2 separate regions of the Sus scrofa genome follow, and region 1 is linked to region 2. The links are chromatin contacts, called in public HiChIP or PLAC-seq maps. All regions are on one chromosome and are shown on one strand. The core of a region is the stretch at or near the end of the contact, and the rest is flanking DNA. Distances in the headings are between cores, read along the strand shown.

Region 1 (6,797 bases), core at 1,730-4,229, 210 kb before region 2:
TCAGATGGAGAGGTTATCCTAGATCAGCTGGGATCTGGGATGTAAATTACAAGCATCCTTCTAGAGGGAGACTTGAGTACAGAAGAGGGAAGGGTGACAAGTGAAGGAAGAGAGGACATTGCTGGTTTTGAAGGTGGGGAAAGGGGCCATGAACCAACAAAAGGGATGCAGCCCTAGAAGCTGGTGATGACAAGGACATAGATTCTTCCTAACAGCCTCTGGAGGGAGCATGGTCCTACTGATTTCAGCCCAGGGAAACAGAGGTGTTATATCTGCCCTCCAGAAGCACAATGGAATCAGGGTGTATAGCTCTCAGCCACCAAGTGTGCCAAACGAAAATAATCCATGAAACTCTTGGATGTGATTCATGAACCCTGTTTGTGCATTTATGAGAAGATCCAAACTTTCATTAGATTCTTAAAGCTATTAAGAACCTCTTCCGGAGTTCCCATTGTGGCGCAGCAGAAATGATCCGACTAGTATCCATGAGGACATGGGTTTGATCCCTGGCCTCGCTCAGTGGGTTAAGGATCCAGCATTGCTGTGAGCTGTGGTGTAGTTTGCAGAGGTGGTTCAGATCTGGCATTGCTGTGGCTGTGCTGTAGGCTAGCAGCTGTAGCTCTGATTCAACCCTTAGCCTGGGAACATACATATGCCACAGGTATGGCCCTAAAAAAGCAAAAAAAAAAAAAAAAAAAAAAAGAACTTCTTTCCACCTTCCTTGAGTAAGGTTTTTGTTTGTTTGTTTTTTGTTTTTTCACTGAGAAAGGAAAGGGGGGGCTATTGATATGGACATCAGGGGGCAAAAAGGAAACACCTACTGTCTTGAGGAGCTGGTGTTGGCTCAGGCTTTGGTGTTTGTCCTGAAAACAAAAGAACATCAGTTATCAGTTGTGCTTGAACTTGTATTTCTACTGAACTTGCTATTACACATCCTTCCAGTTTCACTATTTTCATGGATCAACCTAGCTAAAAACATAAGAGGTTCTCTCTTCCTCTTCCTCCATGACTGGGTTACTTCGCCGTACAACAGAAATTGGCTGTATAGCACTGTAAATCAACTGTACATTAATTTTTTTAAAAACTTAAACAAATTAGGTACAGCAATCCACCAGAAATTTGAAGACGGTTTTTAGGCACAACAAGTAGCATCACATAAAAGAAAGAAGACATGAGTTTTTGGGATCAAAACATCTAGGTTCAAATTTCAGATCTGGGCTTAAATTTCTTACCTTTAATTTTCGCAACTCCAGAAAGGAGTTAATCATATGTGTAAAGAGATGGGGTAAAATATGCGAGTTTTGGGTTATTTAAAAGATGTTCAGTAGATGTTCATTTTACAGTAACACATGTTATAATTAGCTTTTAAATTTTCATTATTTGAAACCATTAAATAGGAGCTATGTATTTATAAAAAAAATATTTTTTCTTTTTTTTCCCTTTTTAGGGCTGCATTGGCAGCACATGGAGTTTCCCAGGCTAGGGGTCCAATCGGAGCTACAGCTGCTGGCCACCACCACAGCCACAGCAACTTGGGATCCAATCTGCGTCTGCAACCTACACCATGGCTCACTGAAACCCACTGAGTGAAGCCAGGGATCGAACCCGCAACCTCATGGTTCCTAGTCGGATTCGTTTCCGATGCACCACAATGGGAACTCCTAAAATATATTTTCTTCCAAAAAGCCCTTATTCGGAGTTCCCATCATGGCTCAGCAGTAACGAACCTGACCACTATCCACGAGGACATGGGTAGGTTCGATCCCTGGCCTCGTTCAGTGAGTTAAGGATCCAGTGTTGCTGTGAGCTGTGGTATAGGTTGAAGATGCGGCTTGGATCCTGAGTTGGCTTTGGCTGTGGTGTAGGCCTAGGAACTTCCATATCTCATGGGTGTGGCCCTAAAATGACAAAAACGACAGCAACAGCAACAACAAAAAACCCTTTATTCGTACTAAATGTATGTTTTATGAAAAGTTAAATGAAATCTTTTTCTTTCCAAGAAATTAATGATATACCTGGACTTTGTTGGGATCTAATAAAAGTTTCCTAGCTTTTGGTTTAATGTGTATCTATGCTAATAGACCTACTAACAATACAACTAGTCCTTGGTAGATAAGAGGGAACATTAAAGAAAAATTGGCCACTATTTATTCCTCCATTCTGACAACTTGTGTCTTTTCTTTTTCTTTTTTTGGGCCACACCCACAGCATATGGAAGTTCCCAGGCTAGGGGTCAAATCCGTGCTGTAACTGGTCCAGCCACAGCCACACAGGATCCAAGCCAAGGCTGTGACCTATACCTCAAGTCACCGCAATGCTGGATCGTTAACCCACTGAGCAAGGCCAAGGATCAAACCCTCGTCCTCATGGGTACCAGTCGGATTCCTTACTGCTGAGCCAGAATGAGAACTTCCATTCTGGCAGCTGTTTTGGAAGCAGGCATCTAAGTAGAAGGAAAATAAGCAGAGAGACACCAGAAGTGCAACAGAGTATCTTTAGCAATAGAGCTAGAAACAGTGGCCAAGGTTCCCTGACAGCAGAGGGCGATAAAGTTCCCTGACAGCAGAGGGCGATGTAGTTCCGTTTATCTGTTTACAAAGGAGGAAGCTGGTGTCTATTTGGGTTCAGGCGTAAGGGTAGGGGGCGTCTGTTCCATTTATCTTAGCAGAAGAAACTGACTCCTCTGCCCTCCATGCATGATTTGGAAATGTGGAACTTTCTTTCTTTGTCTTTTTGGGGCCACACCCGCAGCATATGGATGTTCCCAGGCTAGGCGTGGAACTGGAGCTGCAGCCACCAGCCTATGCCACAGCCACAGCAATGCAGGATCACAGCCACGATTTCAACCTACACCACAGCTCATGGCAACACCGAATCCTTAGCCCATCGAGCGAGGCCAGGGATCAAATCTGCATCCTCATGGATACTAGTCAGGTTCATGAATCACTGAGCCACAACGGGAACTGCAAAATGTGGAAGTTTCTGAGTCATAAACCCTGAATGCTAAGTATGCATTGACCATTGTTGGCCACTGATAACATAGTGAGTCTCCCAGCAATCAGGGGCCACAAAAGGTACCCCGCTCTTTGGTTGACTGTTTCCTAGAGAAATGAGCATTCAGCACATTCAGACTGAGGAGCACATTCACCTGCTGGATGACTACCAGAGGTCGGAGGGTGAAAATCCCCAACAGAAATCACTGGCTCATGACTCTGCTTAGATGGAGCACACCCACCCACTCGCTGGACTCCAGAACCTGCGCTGGGACATGGCTTGTGGGAACTATTTTGGAGGACGTGACTCTTGTCCAGGATTCCCGGGTGGCCTTTTGATCTTCTGTTCCTTTGGAACATTTATCTCTGCTCAGCAACTTCATCCTTATCCTGTGAAATGATGACCCCCTGCCAGTTCCCTGATTTTGTTATTTTGTTTGTGTGGTTCTGCTAACAAGGGGAAGATCCCGGAATCTCCGGAAGGCAGTTCTCCAATCTGAGATGAAGGAGAGGGCGGGTTATCATACCTTTGCGAATCTGGCAAATCCAGTTGTTAAGATGTTCGCAGTTAATATCATTCCAGGACATACCAGCGTCACTTTTCAACTCGCCACAGTATTCAACATTCTGATAATTATTAGGTTCGCCGTAAGCCCAGTTTTCATAGGAAACCTACGTGAGAAACATCACATTACAATCGTGAGCCATTTCTATCAGGCCAACGTCTAGCCAAACACAAAAGGAAAGTTTACATTTTTTAATCACATGTACTCTTTTTCATAATACGTTTGCTTTGAAAACCAGGTTTATGAACACAGCTGGGAAAGAAATAACTAAATAACCTTCGTTACATGGTAACTTGAATAGAGTATGTTATTAATTATTCCAAAATGTTCTTTACTCTTCCTGGGTTTTTTGGTTTGGTTTGGGGTTTTTTTTTGTTTGTTTTTGTTTTTTGTTTTTTGTTTTTGTCTTTTTGCCATTTCTTTGGGCCGCTCCTGCGGCATATTGAGGTTCCCAGGCTAGGGGTCGAATCGGAGCTGTAGCCGCCAGCCTACGCCAGAGCCACAGCAACGCGGGGTCTGAGCCACGTCTACAACCTACACCACAGCTCAAGGCAACGCCGGATCCCCAACCCACTGAGCGAGGCCAGGGATCGAACCCGCAACCTCATGGTTCCTAGTTGGATTCGTTAACCACTGAGCCACGACGGGAACTCCTGGTTTGGTTTTTTGGGTTTTGGTTTTGGCTTTTGGCTTTTGGGTTTTAGGGCCACACCTGTGGCATAAGGAAGTTGCCAGGCTAGGGGTCAAATCAAAGCTGTAGCTGCCAGCCTACACCACAGCTGCAGCAACGGTGAATCCAAGCTGTGTCTGTGACCAACGCAGCAGCTCTCAGCAACACTGATCTTTAACCTATTGAGCAATGCCAGGGATTGAACCTGAATCCTTATGGATACTAGTCAGATTTGTTACTGCTGAATCACAATGGGAATTCCTACTCTTCTTATGAAAGAGAATGAATCCAGGGGCCATGAAAGTGGGATTTGTATACAGGAAAAATCTGGGGGAAAAAGTACCACTTCTCATTGCTGGGAGTTTCTAACTGTGTAACTCCTTCCTAAAGGGAACTATTTCACAGTGATGCTGGAAACGTTTTTTTCATTGGAGTGGTAGGATGAAGAAACATAATTAGGGAGTTCCCACTATGGCTCAGCAGGTTAAGAACCCGACATAGTGTCCATGAGGATGCAGGTTTGATCCCTGGCCTCGCTCTGCAGGCTATGATCGGCTTTGATGCAAGCTGTGGCACAGGCCACAGATGTGACTCAGATCCAGCGTTGCTGTGGCTGTGGTGTAGGCCTGCAGCTGCAGCTCCAATTCAACCCCTAGCCCAGGAACTTCCATATGCCACAGGTGCGACCATAAAAAGAAAAAAAAAAAAAAAGAAATATAATTGGGTCTTTTTATGAAAGACAAAGACTTAAGAAAAGTGTCAACATAGCTACCAAACTTTATGAAAAGGCACAGCAGGAATAAATGGAGGGCTGAGAGTAGGTTCCTTATGGAGTTTTCAGAATGAATCATTGCCTGTAAGGCTGTAGAATAAGCATTATGATCTATTTTCTAGAGATTGAAATATAAAATCCAAGTTGTCAATGGAGCCATCAAACAATCCACCCTACCCCCATGCCTTGAAAATTGGTGATGGGCTGTAAGAGAACAGAAAACTGAAACGACACCAAATCACTTGCTACAGTGACTGCAGGGCTCAATGTTGCCAGCAGGTGCCACAACCTCTCACTTTTCTATTCTTGATAATGAGAAGTCCGACCAAGCCTAAAGGTTTTTAATACAATATCAGAAGTTGTCTCCACACCTCCTGACCTAGAAGAGGTCAGAGAACACCCAATTTTTAACAAGTTTAGCAGCTTGCATACCAATTGGGCCTGATAGAATGAAGACATTATTTTAGATAAACTAGAGGAATGAGTTTCCTAATTTTTTCATCTAGTCCACCCTGGATACATCTTGAGTGAATAGAACTATATGGGAGCAGGGACACGACAATGATCCCCAAAGAGCATTTATTTTTGCACAGCATGTCTCTAGCTATCATAATACCCTATCTTACCAAAAACATGGATTAAGCCAAAGGATAACATCAAATGAAATACACGATAAAGTAAAAATATGATCTATATAATCAAATTACTCACAGGAGATCCATCACTCCAAGTAAAGCCTTCAGAAGGACTTGAATAGGTCAATCCCAACCAAAACAGTTCATGGTAGCTTCCACTAGCCCTGTGACATACAAGATATAAATAAAGATAGCTTATGAACTACATGAACCAAATGTGGTTACCAATGCGTCCTAATCAAATATGAAAATGACTTCAAATAACATAAGTTAGTTATTACACAGGTAAAGGGACTCAAGGACTAAATATAAACATGATACAACAGTTACGCATTTTGGTACAACCCCAAAATACCCTGAAAACAACTGAGAATGATTTGAGAATAACTGTAAAGCAGTGAAAGATGCTCCTTCATTTATTCATTAACGATATATATTGAGTGGCTTATACTTTTGTAGGGCAATTCATCTCAGGATTTAAATCTAGAAAGTTAAATCATTTAGAAGTGAAACTACATCAAAAAGTGCCCATGGATTTGGGATATGGTATATGTACTTAAGGGACCAACAATTTTGGAAATACGAGAATTTTCTCAACATCATTAGCCCAATAGGTCAAAGAAAAGAATATTATATAGAAAAGATACTTGCGTTACTAGCCGCCATATTGCTTGCTGTTCCTCTTTATTATTGATGCTAGCGAGATCTCCACCCAAAGCTCTACAAAAATCTCGAGACTCAAACCACGTTTTCTTCTCATGTTTTCCTTTTGCAAACAGCTAAGAGTGATAGAGATTTGGAATTTACTGTACACTTTATAGCTTATCCAACCAAGAGAAATAATTACGTACTTCTGATGAGGTTTCATTTATAGAAAAGCAAGACGTTACAATGGCCCCAAACAATACAGTTCTCTCAGCTGAAAATCAATTTGTGAGTGAATATTTGGGTAACAAAATCTGGGGGATGATTTTGTTGAGGAAACCTTAGAAAAGAAAGTTATTTTCTAGCACAGGAGAAGTTAGACTGAAAGCTTAGACGCTTTAAGCATATGGACTGGGCATATAGCTCCTTGCCGAAGACAATTTTAATGCAGTTAAGTGCAAAAAGTGACACTGAGATAAAAAGAATGAAAGAAGCTTGGACATAGAGAAAATAAAC
Region 2 (6,256 bases), core at 3,741-6,240:
CATGGGAATGCAAATCTTTGCTGAACAAAGTTAAAAAAAATTTTAATTAACAGATAATATAAACCCTTCTTGCATACCAAGGTGAGTCTAATTTAGAAGAAGGCTTTCAAAAGTATAAAGGCACAACATTAACTGTAAAAAGAACTTTAACATAAAATAGGAAATAAATCAGAATTGAAATGAGTAATAACTATATACTCAATGGTATGTTCAAAACACATATTTGGGAGTTCCCTTAGGGACTCAGTAGTTAACGAACCCGACTAGGATCCATGAGGATGCAGGTTCGATCCCTGGCCTCGCTCAGTAGGTTAAGGATCTGGCATTGCTGTGAGCTGTGGTGTAGGTCACAGACACGGCTTGGATCCCACGTTGCTGTGGCTGTGGTGCAGGCCGGCAGCTGCAGCTCCGATTGGAACCCTAGCCTGGGAACTTCCATATTCCATGGGTGTGGCTCTAAAAAAGAAAAAAAAAATGCATATTCGATTGGTAATATACATTACATAACGTACAGTCCACACAATGCAAGGAGGGGGATGGGCAAAACAGTGAATACAAATATCAAATTTGCAATTTTGAACTTGTTAGGTAGATATTTCTCATGAGATGATCATTGGAACGAGAATATAGTATACAAACTGCTATCTGGCTCTGTGAAGAAAAAATTCATGTCCCCAAAGGACCTCATCAGAAAAGGAGGTAAATAAACTTCTACATACAAAATACTGAGGATTAACGAAAGTGCAGACAGTAGTCACCGAATGCTTTAATTCAGTATGGGGATTTTTTTTTTTTACTCTTTTTGATCAAACCTGAGTCCTCATGGATACTAGTCAGATTCATTTTCACTGAGCCACGACAGGAACTCCCCCTCAGTATGATGATATTTGAGTTCCACAGATCATGTAATACTGGAGTGTAGTTCAGTTAAATAAAACAATTATGTAACATAATGTATGGAAGACAAAAATCACTAAAAAATTAGTGAAAATAGCATGTCGATTTCAACTTTCAAACAATGCTGCTTTTATACACAGTTAAGCACTCAGCACAGAAAAGTGGAAAAATATATATAAAACTAGAAGTAAAGAAAACCAGACTTCCAAGTTCACCTCTACTACTTTTGGACAAGTCACATTAAAATCTCAGGGCTTTAGAAGTTCCTGTCGTGGTTCAGCAGTAGTGAACCCAACTAGTATCCATGAGGATGCGGGCTTGATCCCTGGCCTTGCTCAGTGGGTTAAGAATCCAGGGTTCCCATGAGCTGTGGTGTAGGTCACAGACACGGCTCAGATCCCACAGTGTTGCTGTGGCTCTGGTGTAGGCGGGCAGCTGCAGCTCTGATCCGACCCCTAGCCTGAAAACTTCCATATGCCATGGGAACAGCCCTAAAAAAAAAAAATCTCAGGGTTTTAGTTTCCTCATCTATGAAACAACCTCTAGATCACTAGGATTCTATAGGTCCTGTTCTATAAAATACAGTTTTAAAAATCATAGTAAAACTATTGCATTTGGAGTAGATAAGCAATGAGATCCTTCTGTATAGCACAGGGAACTATATCCAGTCACTTATAAATGGAACATGATAGAGGATAATGTAAGAAAAAGAATATGTGTATATGTGTGTGTGTGTGTGTGTGTGTGTGTGTGTGTGAGAGAGAGAGAGAGAGAGAGACTGGGTCACTTTGCTGTACAGAAGAAAACTGACAGAATACTATAAACCACTATAGTGGAAAAAAGAAAAATTATTAAATAAAAAAAATAAAAATCATAGTAAAAAACAGGGAGTTCCCTGGTGGCTCAGTGGGTTAAGGATCTGGTATTGTCACTGCTGTGACTTGGGTCACTGCTATGACACAGGTTCCATCCCTGGCCCAGAAACTCCTGCAAGCTGTGGACACAGGGGAAAAAAAATGTAAACCATAACAAAATGCCAAAGTAAAATCATTGTCTAGGGCAAGTAAAGATGGAAAAATCACACCTAATCAGATCCCAAACTCTACTGTCTAGTCAAGGACTTAGCGCCTATGACTATCCTATCCCTACTTTCTCCTGAATCATCATCTCGATTTCCTCCTTAGAATGGATCACTCTCTCCCGGATACAGCTGCAGCTCCGATTCTACCTTGGAAAAGAGAAAACCCCCATCAAACAACCAGTTAAAGCAAGACTTCACTTAAATAGTGACTAAAACAAGACACTTTATAAAAAACTTCATCAAAAATGTACGAGGTTTATAAGAGGAAAACTTTAAAAATGTACTAAAGGATATAAACAGAAAGACTGGCTACATACTTGGTAGAAAAATTTTTATATCAAAAACATAATGTAGGAGTTCCCGTCGTGGCGCAGCGGAAACAAATTCGACTAGGAACCATGAGGTTGTGGGTGCGATCCCTGGCCTCAATCAGTGGGTTAAGGATCCGGCATTGCCATAAGCTGTGGTGTAGGTCACAGACATAGCTCGGATCTGGTGTTGCTGTGGCTGTGGTGTAGACCTGCAGCTGTAGCTCCGATTAGACCCTTAGCCTGGGAGCCTCCATATGCCGTGGGTGCGGCCCTGAAAAGACAAGAGACAAAAAAAAAAAAGGTAATGTAGTAATTTAAAAATAGGCCCATTTAAAAAGAAATCATTTTGTTTTTAAACTAATAGAGCCAATTTCAAAGTTTATCTGCTGACAGCAGGGAAGAATAAGAGTATCTAGAAAAACTGCGGGAGAAAAAAAAAGAAAACCAACCCTGCCACATACTATAATGTATTATAAGGCTTTAATAATTAAAACCACATGGTAGAGCACATGAATAGATATACAGCAATGGGACAAAAAGGAAAATTCAAAAAAGAGGTCCAAATACATTTGGTAATGTAGTATATAAAGGTAGAATTTCAAATCCGAAAGGACAAAGAAAGACTATTCAGTAAATGCTGTCAGAATTTTGAGGGAGCCAAACAGAACAGTACAAAGTTAGAGCCATACCTCACACTACGCAACAGGATAAATTCCTAACAGATCAAAGACCTAAATGTAAAAAAATGAAATCGCAAGGGACTTTGGAAGACTGGTGGTTTCTTACAAAGCTCAACATAGTTTTATCACACGATCCAGCAACCACACTCCTATGTTTTTACCCAAATGCGTTAAAAACTTATGTCCATGCACACACACACACACACACACACACACAAACATGTTTGACAGCGGCTTTATTCACAATCATCAACAACTAGAAGCAATGAAGATATCCTTCAATTGGTGAATGTATAAACAAGCTATAGTACATCCATACCATGAAATATTCAGAAATAAAAAGAAATGAGCTATCAAGCCATGAAAAGACATAGATGACACTTAAATGCATTTTGCTAAGTAAAAGAAGCCAGTGTGAAAGTGCTACATACCACATACTGAATAACGTTTTGAAAAGGCAAAATTTTAGAAATAGTTTAAAAAAAAAAAAAAAAGAGTGGTTATCAAAGGCTCAGAAAGAGGAAGGAGAGGAATGAACAGTAGAACAACAGGACATTTTAAAGACAGTGAAACTAGTCTGTGTGATACTGTAATAACAGATACATGTCATTATGGACTTGTCAAAAATCAATAAAACTTTACAGCACCCAGTGAGCCTTAGTTATAATGTAAACCACAGACTATTTAATAATAATGTATCAATATTGATTTGTTATTTATAACATACACCACATTAATGACCTCTGCTTTCAACTCTTTGCTTCTTCTCAACTTTAAAATCATAGTATAGATGTTATTACCCCCTCATACCAGTCCCTCCCTGAACAATCTAAGTGGGTCTCCCCTTTTATTCTCCACTAAGCACTCTGCTCACTGTCTTCTTGGTCCATTATTTACTTACTTCTATCTTCTACTCGGTAAATTGTTACCATAGCTGAGGACAAAGGCTGTGCTTGCTTTATTCACCACTGTAAAGCTAAAGCATGACACCCAGGCAGTACTTACTGTTTGTCAAAGGAAAGAAAAAACGATGGATACAGAAAGTATGAAATCAATGGAAGTAATTCTGTGATATTAAGAAAGTGAAAGATACCTTGAAAACAAGACCACGCTTTACCAAAAAAAGCTTTTAATGTTATTCCTGCTGGTAATCCTCCCCTCGTTTAAATTACACTTAAAACCCTAAAAATGAATCAGATTCTCATTTGTAAACTAGAAAAACTCAAGGGTACCTAGAGCTGTTGTGATGATTAAATAAAATAAGGCATTTAAACAAGAACCGGCAGATAATAAGCTGTCAATAAATGTTGGCTATTATTCATAAAAAAACACTAAAGATTTTAAAACCTAAGGCCAGTAAATTGAGGACTGATTATTACAAAATATAGGGAAGAAATCTGTTTCTCAACCTGATGCTGCCCTTCCAACCTGAAGACATCTAAGCCCCAGACTACTTTTCCCTTAAAAGAAATCAGGAAATATTCTATCAACCTCCAGGTGAAGATCAGAAACAGTCAAAGCCCAGGTCCAGGATAAGACAATATAAAGCCAATGAAAACGAATTTTAACAAATTCTTTCCCAAAAGCTTCTATTTATATTTTTCACAAAACGTCAGTAATGACTATCATTTTATCCTTCTAAGTCTATCTAAATAAAAGACTTAATAGACCCCTCAGCCACGTAAAGAAAAAAGTTCATCATGTTTTACACGCTCAGTCAACTATATTTTTGTCAAAAGCTAAGCAAAGAAAGTTAAGCTATAAATAGCACAAATTAATCTGGATGTCAAATACAGAATTTTAACTTTTTATTGTGAATAATCAACACCTACCCTCACATCTATCTTCTACAAACAAATCAATCAAAACTAATAGACAAAAGCTATTTATATGTGACAACAAGTTAAAGAAAACTGCTACTATTATTCTGAAAGTTCTCTTGATTCTGAACAAACAGACGTTTTCAGTCCATCACATGACCTCACTGGCTAAGCATTTTTCAGTACTTACTCAGACACTGGAACGGCACACTAAAGATCATGTGAATATCTTAGGAAGTTAGAAAAAAAATTTGAGAGTGTTTTTGAAAGTTTTAGGTCCAGCATATTTAAACATTTCAGGCTGTTAGGACATACTAAAGAATAAAGTAACTACAAATGTAGAAGAGCATATGTGACATACTTATTGTCTATTAATGCGGGGAAAATACACTTGTGTTTGTGTTGAGAAACAATGGAAAGAAACAACAGTGGTTATCTATAGAGGATGGGGAAGGAAACAGGGATTGGAGTTACACTTGTCAACGTCCATCCTTTAAACTGTTTTAATGTTTGAGGCATGTTAAGTATGCATTTATTTTTGAAGAAAGTACGTATTTCATATAACCGTAAGTATTTCTTTAAAACAATGAACAAACACACACATATGTGTGGTTCAAAGAACACATCAGTAAGATTTTCTCAAAGAGGAAGAATTAAGCAGGGTTTTTTGAAATATCACTGGAACCATGTTTCTGGGTCACAGTTCTCTGACTAAATGAAATTTCGCAATAATTGGCTCTTTATTTCCTCCTTAAAACTTGAGAATATTTTCCAACCACGGCTCTAAAACAGGTAACTCAAAAAAAAAAAAATATTTTAAGGGCCAAACAGATTTTTAAATATTATTTTCTTAAGGAAGAAAGACTTTAATGTAAGTTATTTATTTAATTTATGCAGTAAATTCTATAATGTTGCTGGTTACAAATCATTTTGATTAAAAAACAACAAATCTTACTCAAACAGAAACGCTTTTCCTAGTTTCCTCCACCATGCCTGAATCCATCCTCTTAAACAGACCTGTACGTTTTATAAAATTATAGATTAACACCACGTGCCAATGCTTTTTAAAAAATCCAGACAGTTGCCTAGCATACAAACAACCTCACCAATTACATGCAAACCATAAATTCCTACCTCAACGCGTCCTATCTACATTTGTCTCAGGAATATTCATCTCCCCTTTTCCCTCTCACATCAATCACATCTCAATCTTTCAACACCGCACTGACAACCTACAACACTGTTGAATATTCTTATGCTACCATCAACAACCCATATGCAAACGTATGTATTCTTAGACAGCATAAGCCAGATCTCCATAAGTTTTCCATATAACTAATTATAAAGTGATTTAAAAGATTAACAACAAACTCTAAGTGGCTACCCATTCTGGTGAAGGCAGGGGGTGAGGTGGTCAGTTGTTTAATAGGCTGAGTTCAGTTGGGGATGACGAAAAGATCGGGAGAT

What was found. HiChIP or PLAC-seq counts read pairs in DNA pulled down with a chosen protein or histone mark.
Region 1: a contact with region 2 is called in an H3K27ac HiChIP or PLAC-seq map of alveolar macrophages. The contact joins two enhancer-like sites. A contact is called at or near these places in 2 of 2 datasets of contacts at active chromatin or transcription factors (alveolar macrophages and skeletal muscle).

The regions. Positions count from the first base shown.
Region 1 is chr10:44,181,458-44,188,254 of Sscrofa11.1, reverse strand. It overlaps MRC1 (mannose receptor C-type 1), which reads right to left. Exons shown (of 30, transcript NM_001255969.1): 13 at 6,288-6,415; 14 at 5,713-5,800; 15 at 3,521-3,665; 16 at 822-863. Among named protein-coding and RNA genes, the nearest start is that of SLC39A12, 54 kb to the left of the region's middle. Within about 2 kb of position 2,979, at least 4 of the 83 cell types and tissues checked have an H3K27ac peak or open chromatin away from gene starts, as enhancers often do. A contact at or near this core is called in alveolar macrophages, where this site is marked.
Region 2 is chr10:43,971,440-43,977,695 of Sscrofa11.1, reverse strand. The region is part of intron 2 of STAM (signal transducing adapter molecule 1); the gene reads right to left. Among named protein-coding and RNA genes, the nearest start is that of STAM, 28 kb to the right of the region's middle. Within about 2 kb of position 4,990, at least 27 of the 83 cell types and tissues checked have an H3K27ac peak or open chromatin away from gene starts, as enhancers often do. A contact at or near this core is called in alveolar macrophages, where this site is marked.